2 separate regions of the Gossypium hirsutum genome follow, and region 2 is linked to region 1. The links are chromatin contacts, called in public Hi-C maps. All regions are on one chromosome and are shown on one strand. The core of a region is the stretch at or near the end of the contact, and the rest is flanking DNA. Distances in the headings are between cores, read along the strand shown. Region 1 has its middle 3.1 kb from the start of TRNAS-UGA. Region 2 holds the start of LOC107916542 (F-box only protein 6).

Region 1 (4,462 bases), core at 1,394-3,893:
GAGTTATATTGAAGAATTATTATGAATTTTACATATGAATTTGAATTGGTCTAAGTATAAAATTTTGAGAAGAAATAGTGAAAATGGACAAAAGGGGCAAAATAGTAATTTTGCTATGAAAGGGTAATTTGATCAATTCTCGAGACTTTTATGATGGAAATAATATTTAAGTGTGATATTTTATATTTGAAAATATTTTGGATTGTTGGAACCTCATATTAAAGAATTGGATCACAAAAATTGGACTTGAATAGTTGAACATGGGCCTCGGGTCCATTTGTTGGTCTTTTTATGAGGAAAAAGAACCTCATCAGCCTTCATTTTTCTCTTTTCCAAGTAGGTAGTAGCCTCCCATGGCTAGTTCCCTTCTTTTTTTTCATTTTCTTGCCTTTTTCTTCATGTTCTCTAAAAAATACCACCTTGAGATTTTGTCAAAAGTTCCATGAAACAACCTCCTAAGCTAAATTCCTCCATCAGTTTATTTAGTGGTAGCCTAGGGTTAAAGGAGTTTTAGTATGAGAAAATGAAGATAGAGATAGAAAGTTTCATCAAGGTAAGAATGGTTTTTTTTCTAACTCTCCTAGCTCGATATTCGAATTTAATGGTTATGAGAAAGCTCAGAAAATTTTGCTATTAATATTTTGATATATTTTTTGTATGAGAATTGAGAAAATGCAAACAAGTATTTGGAAACTTGATTTTCAGTATTTAGGCATCCAAGAGGTAAGTATCACTGGATATTCTAACTTGATTTTCAGTATTTAGGCTTCCAAGAGGTAAGTATCATTGGATATTCTTACTTTTCTTATGCTAAAATGTTTAGGATAATAATAAATTTAAGTTATTAATATGAAAATAGTGTAATAAACATGTGATTTATTATATAAATAAATATGAAATGTGTTTTTGGGTGAATGTGTTTAATATGTGACTTGAATAATTTGGTTATCAACATTTGTACTAACACAATTTTGGACAGCAATAGTAGTGTGACTTCGAAAATTCACCAAAAATTAAGAAATTGAATTAGAAGTTAAGCCACATATGGTTTTAAATCTTATAGAGTCTAGTTTTCATTGGAACAAACAGAACTTGCATCCAAATTATACAATAAGAGATAACTATGAGGGAAGGTTGAATTTGTTAGTAGCATCCTTTGTTTCGATTTTGAAAATTTGTTAAGAATTGTATAAAATGAATTAGAACACAAGTCTTATATTTATAAAACTCTTATTAAGTATAGTTTCTAATAAAATAAATGGTGAATTTTTATAAATTATATTTTAAAATTAAATTATTTTTGAATGAAGAGAGGTCACAGTTGTTTGGTAGTAGGCCAGCAACTCTGCCCTAACCTTTAAAATTTGCTAGCATGTGTAAAAGCATAAATTTTGGAAATTTTGTGGTTGAAAGGTTCAAGAGTATAATTTTTAAAATATCGAACAGATTTTTATTTTGAATTTTTTGGATTGACAAATAAATAATTTATTGACAGCTACTCAAGTAGGCAATTCTGTTTTGAAAGATTAAATTTTGCTAAATATAGACATATTATGTCATAATGACCCATTGTGGAAATGATTATAAAAAATAAATAAGTGTAGTGACGATTTATATGGATATATGATATGAGTAAATATCATAATGTGCCTTACTAGACTTAGTAAAATGTTAACATACAATTGACATGCCAATTAAGGGCTATAGCGTGTTAGAGTTTTGTCATAGGTTTCACGCTTATGTGCACTTTTTATCACCTTTGGGCCTTGCACTTATTTGCATTATGGTGTGGTGTAGTTTATGGTCTTATGAGCTCTTTAGTGTGGTGGAGGGATGTTTTATGCTATTTTACAGTTTAGCACTTTAGTGCTCATTGGTGTGGTGAAGGAGTCTTGTATATGCGAGTCAGTTTTACTAAAGTTTATTATAGGCGATAATGGATTAAATGTTGATAATTAATTTTAAATGTGACTATAGATGGATAAAAGCAAAAGTTAAGGTCAAGAACTAAATGTTTTATTACTAAAATGGATGAAAATAAGGTAAATGTATAGCTAAGAAAATGAGAATTTAAATTGATAAGGTACTCTAAAAGTATATGCCCTAGTTAAGGAAATTACAATGGAATGGATGGATCCAATTGAAAATAAGTGCCATAAATGATAAATATATGTATATGCATGCTTTGAAAAGTTTAGAAATAAAGCTTTAAAATGAGGGAGAGTAATCTCTGCATGAACTTTTCATAAGCTATTGCCTAATGAATCATTAAAATATAAGTTGGGCCCCAAAATTCGAATAATTTAAATGAATTAGTCACATGCCATATATTTTACTTACTATGTGCTAAGTTAAAAACAAATGATTGGCCTAGTGGTTGAGTGCTCCAAAGTTATCTTAGAGGTCCTAAGTTTAAGTCACCAATTTAACATATTTTTAATTAATTTTTTTGGTGAAATTCCTAAGTCCTAAAAACACCTTTGCCGTCCACCCATACATGCCTTGCTTAGGGAGTTTTTTTTCCATCTTTTGTTAGTCAACATTCCATGTTTAACCAAACATAATCCTCTTTTTCACTCCCTTGTCTCCTTCTCTTCCCTTTTCTGTTTACAAATGCCTTGTGTGAGGTTCAATGAACCTAGACATGGTTGACCATAATCCTTCTCACCCAATTTGGCATACCCTCCCTCTCATTACTATCCCACCATTAGCTCATCCGCAACCTCTCCCTTTTTCATTTTTTCTCTCTTTTTGGTTACCCTTCATTTTTCTTTTTATTTTCTTTTCTCTTCTCCTCCACCGTAGCTAGCCTTGCACCACCACCACCTCATCGTCAAGCCACTGCCTTGCCGCATCTTCCCTTCCCTTTTCTCTGCAAGCGTCGCCTCCTCCACCATAACACCCACCGTGCACCACCGTGCATTTTATCTTTTTCTTATTTTTTTATTCTATTCTCTCTTTTTTAAAAGAAGTGATCGAACCCACCTCTTTTCTTTGCCCTCCACCAGAACTGTGCCTTTATCAAGGATCATTGTCGCCGTCACCACCGTAGCACCATCACCGACAGTGGAGATCTCTTCTTGTTTTCTTATTCATTTCAAATACTCATTATTTTTATTTTATTTTATTTAAATCCTAATTTGAACTCTACCTTTCCTTGGATTTATTTTCGAATAAATCCACTTCTTAGATCATTTCTTCTCCTTTGATTCGTGATCAAATCGTTTCGTTGATCATCCGTTTCATTCATGTTAGAGTAAGTATTAAAGGAGTGTAGAAATAGTTTCTCCTCTCTATTATTTTCCCATGGCCGATAACTTAAGGGAGGACCTTAGTGATTTATTTTCATAATGATTAATATTTCATACATATTATGTGTAGAGGGGTCACTCGACATCAACTTGAGAGGCCGTTAGCCGTTGGGATTAAATCGCTAATCTGAGAGATCTTTTAAGGATAAGTGTTAATAATAATTGATAATCGATTTGTTGTATTAACCTTAAAGATGATAGTCTTAACTCAAGATCGCCATTTGTTGTTTGATTAGGAAATCTAATTGTAGATCCTTGACTGGGTGTTCTGGGAGATTAATTACACATCGGATCAAGTGTGAGTTTTAACACTAAATTAATTAAGAATATTATTATATTGATAAAAATGTTGCAATTAAAATAATGTTGTTTGATGGGGATACTATATGTATCCATAAAGTGAGATAAGTCATCCTTATGAATTTCTATCAAGTAAGTGTTTTTCTTAAACCGTATACTTATGAAATGTATGTTGTGTGATATTGATGTTTGCTAATAATATGAAAAATATGCATATTTCATTTTCATGTTATGTGATTATATGAAATATGTGATATTCGTATGAAATATGTGATATTCGTATGAAAATAAGATGTGAAAATTTGGTACCTTGAGTACATATGTGATTTGCATGCTAAACATGCCTATATGATTTTAAGTGTTTTGGCCATATCACATGCATGGGGTGGGATGCCTGAAAGATGGAAGTATATGGTAGTTTATCTGCATTGATGTGACACAATTCATGATTCTAATTATATGGCAGTTTATCTACGTTACTATGACACTATTCACAATTTGGTGTGTTGTTTGGTCGAGTTCTGGGTAAACTCGACTATGGTGTGTAGCGGATATGGGGAGGATCATTTTTACTAAAATCTACATTGTTTTATGAATTATGCATTGACATCATCATGCGTGATATGCTTATGAAATATTGAGATATGTGATTTTATGACTTTGTATAGTATATGTTTTATGTTGTGAATGAGTTTGAGTTAATCTCAGACTGGCTAAAAAAAAGCTCACCCCATTAGTGTTTCAACTTTTCAAGTAGCACTCAAACATAGGACTTGGATCAGCTCTTGGTGGAGCCTCTCGGAAAATTTTACATCATTGATATTTATTGGACTTTTAACTATTTGGATTGT
Region 2 (4,328 bases), core at 382-2,881, 500 kb before region 1:
TTGATTCCGGACCATTTTCAATGTATGTTTTGGGCCCTGTAGACCCATAATAGGGACACTAAGATGTTGTTTGATTGGGTTCAAATTGGAAAGAAATTTTATAACTCGTATTTCCAAAAATGTCCAAGTACATGTATGGTAACGCCTCGTACCTAGTCCCAATCTCGGGTACGGTAAGGGGTTTTACATCACTAATGGGAACATATATGGGTCGTCCACCCAGGGACATAGAAATGGTAGCCTACACCAGACCCATGATTGCACCAGGAGCAGACAACCACCGACACATGAAAAATAGAAAGTGTGATTGTACACTTGACGCATGAAAAATGGAAAGAGTGTGTCTTGGGCCTCTATCTTTCCACTAATGTGCTAATGAGTGTAGGATCGAGTTTGTAGCCCCTAAGTATACGAGACGCATGCAAGAATCATATGTCTTACAAGTAACTACAAATTTCGATGTTAGAGCTTTTTGACAAGGTATGTATGAACCCCTCCAAAACACAATCATTCGCCTATTTATATTGAAAAATAAATTAATTTAAAATATTTTAAAAAATAAAAAACTTTAAATTTAACTTCATTGAAAAAATGAAATTTAAAATTTTGTCTTACCAGTATCGCTTGAGCAGCTAAAATGTGCCTGTCGTCGAAACGAATCAGAGGGCTTGCCATTCGTGAAAAATTAATCGAAACGAATAATATATGAAAAAATTAAATAAAAATATAATATTTTTAAACAAGCGCATTGAAAATTTTAGAACAAAACTTGAGAAAATTGAGAGAATTGAGAGAGTTGAGAGTTGAGAGAGAATACAGAGAGTTGAATTTTAGTGAAAAAATAAAAAATGGCTTTGTATTTAAAGGAAAAAAATTACCGGTAGCCCTTAAAATTTTTACTGTTGCCAATATTTAAAAAGTTGTTGGGAAAATGATCGTTGAAGGAAAACACGTCCTCTAAAAAAGACCTATTTCCCTAATTTAAAAAAAGGTCTAAAAGGCTAATTAAAAAAAACATATCTTTCTAATTTAGTTGAAAATTTCTATTATTTGATTATTATTATTATTGATTCTGAAAAGTACTTAAAAAGCTAAATCACTAAAAATATTTATTTTAATTGATTTAATATTTTCAATTGATTATCAAAATAAGGCCTAGGTTTCAAATTTTAATTAAATGATTATATTATTTTTTAAATGTAATTATATTAAGGTGAAAAGATTAAAAATTGTATCAACTAGTATAAATTTGTACGCATCAATACAAATCGATATTTGATTAAATAAATTTAAATGTACCGAAACAATTAAATTATACCTAAAATATAATCAAAATGAAACATAAATTACTTGATATTAATTTAAGATCGAAAAAATAAGTATTCGATAAATCTAAATGCACTGAAATAATCAAATCATACTTAAAATATAATCAAAATAAAACTTAAATTGGAAAAAAATAAGTATGGATGGGTATGGTGGATACTAAAATGATTATAGGCCCAAATCTAAAATCTTTTGGCCTTTTCTTTTCACTTCAATGCTAGTAAATTCTTATGAATATACCTTTATTATTCAAAAAGTTAAAATAAATTTATATTATTTAATTCAAATAAAAAATATTTTATATACAAGAGAAGAGGAAAGGGCAAAAATGAAAAGAAAGGAGAAAAGTGGAAAAGAAGGTAGATGCATGCATACATACATACATATTGGAGTGAAAATCAAGTGGGATCATTCATTACAATGACAAAGTTGCGTGCGGGTCAGAATTATTACAAGAAATTATCGTAATAATGCCACTGACGTGTAAACAGATGACTGGCTAACTCTCAACAAAGGGAGAAAGGGAGCAGCATTTTTTGTTGGTGGTGTTGGAGTAGGGGAGGGGTTATTGGGGCATGGAAGGGCTGGCCATGCTTAGGCAGCTCATCGGTCAGCTTCAAGACCTCTTGCATCTCTACGGCTCTCCTCCTCCGCCGCTTCCTCCGTCCTCTCCTTTTCACCTTCTTCACCTCCACCAACTGCCTCATCCTTTCCACGACCACCACCGCAGGTTCGTTTCCTTTCCTTCTCTCTTTACATAGATCTCTTCAATTTTCTGTTTTTCTTCTCTCGCCTCACATTTTTTTTATGTGCTAATTTTGAATTCTTGTCAGATTTATTCATCTAGGATTCTGTATTTTTTTTTGGGGGGGGGGAGTGTAATGAGGTGGATTAATGGTAGATTACCTTTGTTATCCGATAATGTTAATTTCTCTTCCTTGCATTTCTCGTTGTTTAGATTTTTGTTTATTTTCTGTTATGCCACTGCCGTTTTGTTAATTTTTATTTTCAGGGGATTTCGCATGTTTACTGCATTTGAATTTTTGGCCATTTTTTACATTACTAAACTATTTTATACCTCTTTTTGACGAAAATAGTAAGTTCATTCAAAATTTTAGTTTTCAGCATGTATCTTTCATCGTATTCCAATCATGTAGTTTCTTTTTTTTTTTACCCCTTTTTGCCTTTGTTTTCCTTTCCCTTTTTTTCAATTTTCAGTTTGCTTTGTCCCCTCCCCCAAAACCCTCCTCTCATCTTTATTAAGTGTTCATGCTGCTGTGTTTTTTTTTTTTAAGTTTTACATATTGTGATGGTCAATTTTGAACTTGTTGGCGATTGCCTTTTGATAATTGATGCTTGAATATCTTTCTTCTTAGTTGATTAGCATGATTATGATTGACTATGAAGATGGAATCTCATTTGTATCTGTTTACTATATGATTTCCTTAGAACATGAACTTAAACTTATAATTCTTGATTAATTTTTAGTCCACTGACTAATCAGCTCCTTTCAATTTTCCTTCACGTTCCTACACGCAAAGGAAAATAGAAAGTTAATTTACTAGTTAATTCAACAACGTCCTGGGTGTTTCGAGTAACAAAGAGTTGTTGTACTACTCTTGGAAGTTCTCCTTAAAGATTGTATGAATGAATGTTGAGTGGCCTAGCTCTCTGGTTAATTTATAATGCTCTGCTTGCCTTTGCTCATTTGTCAATTCCCTTGTTGATAATTCATCATAGGTCTCTCTCTCTCTGTCAGTCTTCTTTTACAGGGTATTCTTTATGCAAAAGCATTCATGGCAATGTAACAGAGCGTATGGTTGAAAGTTTCTATTATTAGTGCATTTAGTTGATATTGCTGTCAACATACTGTTGGTATAGCTGGATGAATAGAGGTCTTTGGCTGTGCAATGATTTGAGTTTACTCTGTTCAAACGATACCTTAAACATCCTGTTGCACATATTCTGGATCCATAAAACTGACTAAAAAGTACAGACTTACTGGTGAAAACAATCTCAATGAATTGTGAGAATCATGTATACCTAATTTTGTAGAGGGCTTTTTCGTGGTCCAGTTGTACGTCTCTATATTGTTTGACCACTCTTTATGCAATTATTACAAATTGGGTTTTGTAGTATGAATATTATGTTCATTATTCTGATGCAATTGAGTTGAAGGTCTTGACCTTGTATTCTGTCCCTTGATGTTTTGGTCCAAATTTATACCAAGATTAATTATTAGAAATTGCTCTAGACTAATCAGGTATTCTATTCCTGACATTCTAAGGACTAAGAGCGAGTAACTGGTATTTTTCAAGTATATCTTCTTTCAACTGTTAATAATGAAAAATTAGTATACTTCATAACTACGATAGGTACCTTGTATCCACATAGTCCAATATTAGTGATCAGGCAATTTGAGAAGTTGGTCAAGATCAATATAAAATGTTCACATATCTTCTTTCATATTTAATCATGAAAAATAGGTGAACGTTAGCTTCTATCTGTTTCATGGAAAATAACATTTAAAAAAATGATTTCTTTATTACCCCAATACTTGTTTTGTGATTAAGCTTTTCTAACAAAGAAGTTCGGTGGTCAACATCTATCTTGCTAAGTTTCATTTGAGATTCTTTTTTAATGAAAATATTTGGCAAAGGCCAGTAAGGAAAATTGTAAGGTGCATTTGCATTATTATGAAGATGTTGCGGCATAAGGTGCATATGTTTGGAAACCTGTTTTGTCATGGCTGGAGCATACAAGTTCTTGTGGCATAACAGTTCTGCTTGGGCTTAGGTTTATTTTTATTACCAGAAAGATCCTTATCTAGCTAAGGCCAACTGCATAGGGCATTAACTGAAATCAGGTCACAGGTTGGTTTGAAGTTTAAAGATGTCAATATTGAAAATCTGATGGATTGCTAGTTGCATGCATGACCCCCTAAGATGTCTGGTTATAATCTGTAGCATTTTTCTATGGGTTAGCTATGAAACATGTTGCTC

Evidence for each region. A called contact is a pair of places that touch in the nucleus more often than the background predicts.
Region 2: a Hi-C map of leaf shows a contact between it and region 1, with 8 times the contacts expected there. The contact joins the promoter of LOC107916542 here to the enhancer-like site in region 1. A contact is called at or near these places in 5 of 34 Hi-C or Micro-C datasets (callus, hypocotyl and leaf).

The regions. Positions count from the first base shown.
Region 1 is chrA01:93,844,047-93,848,508 of Gossypium_hirsutum_v2.1, reverse strand. No RefSeq gene overlaps it. Among protein-coding and RNA genes, the nearest start is that of TRNAS-UGA, 3.1 kb to the left of the region's middle. Within about 2 kb of position 2,643, at least 4 of the 9 cell types and tissues checked have an H3K27ac peak or open chromatin away from gene starts, as enhancers often do. A contact at or near this core is called in leaf, where this site is marked.
Region 2 is chrA01:94,345,607-94,349,934 of Gossypium_hirsutum_v2.1, reverse strand. LOC107916542 (F-box only protein 6) reads left to right here and starts at 1,631. Exons shown (of 2, transcript XM_016845812.2): 1 at 1,631-2,056. The coding sequence starts at 1,902.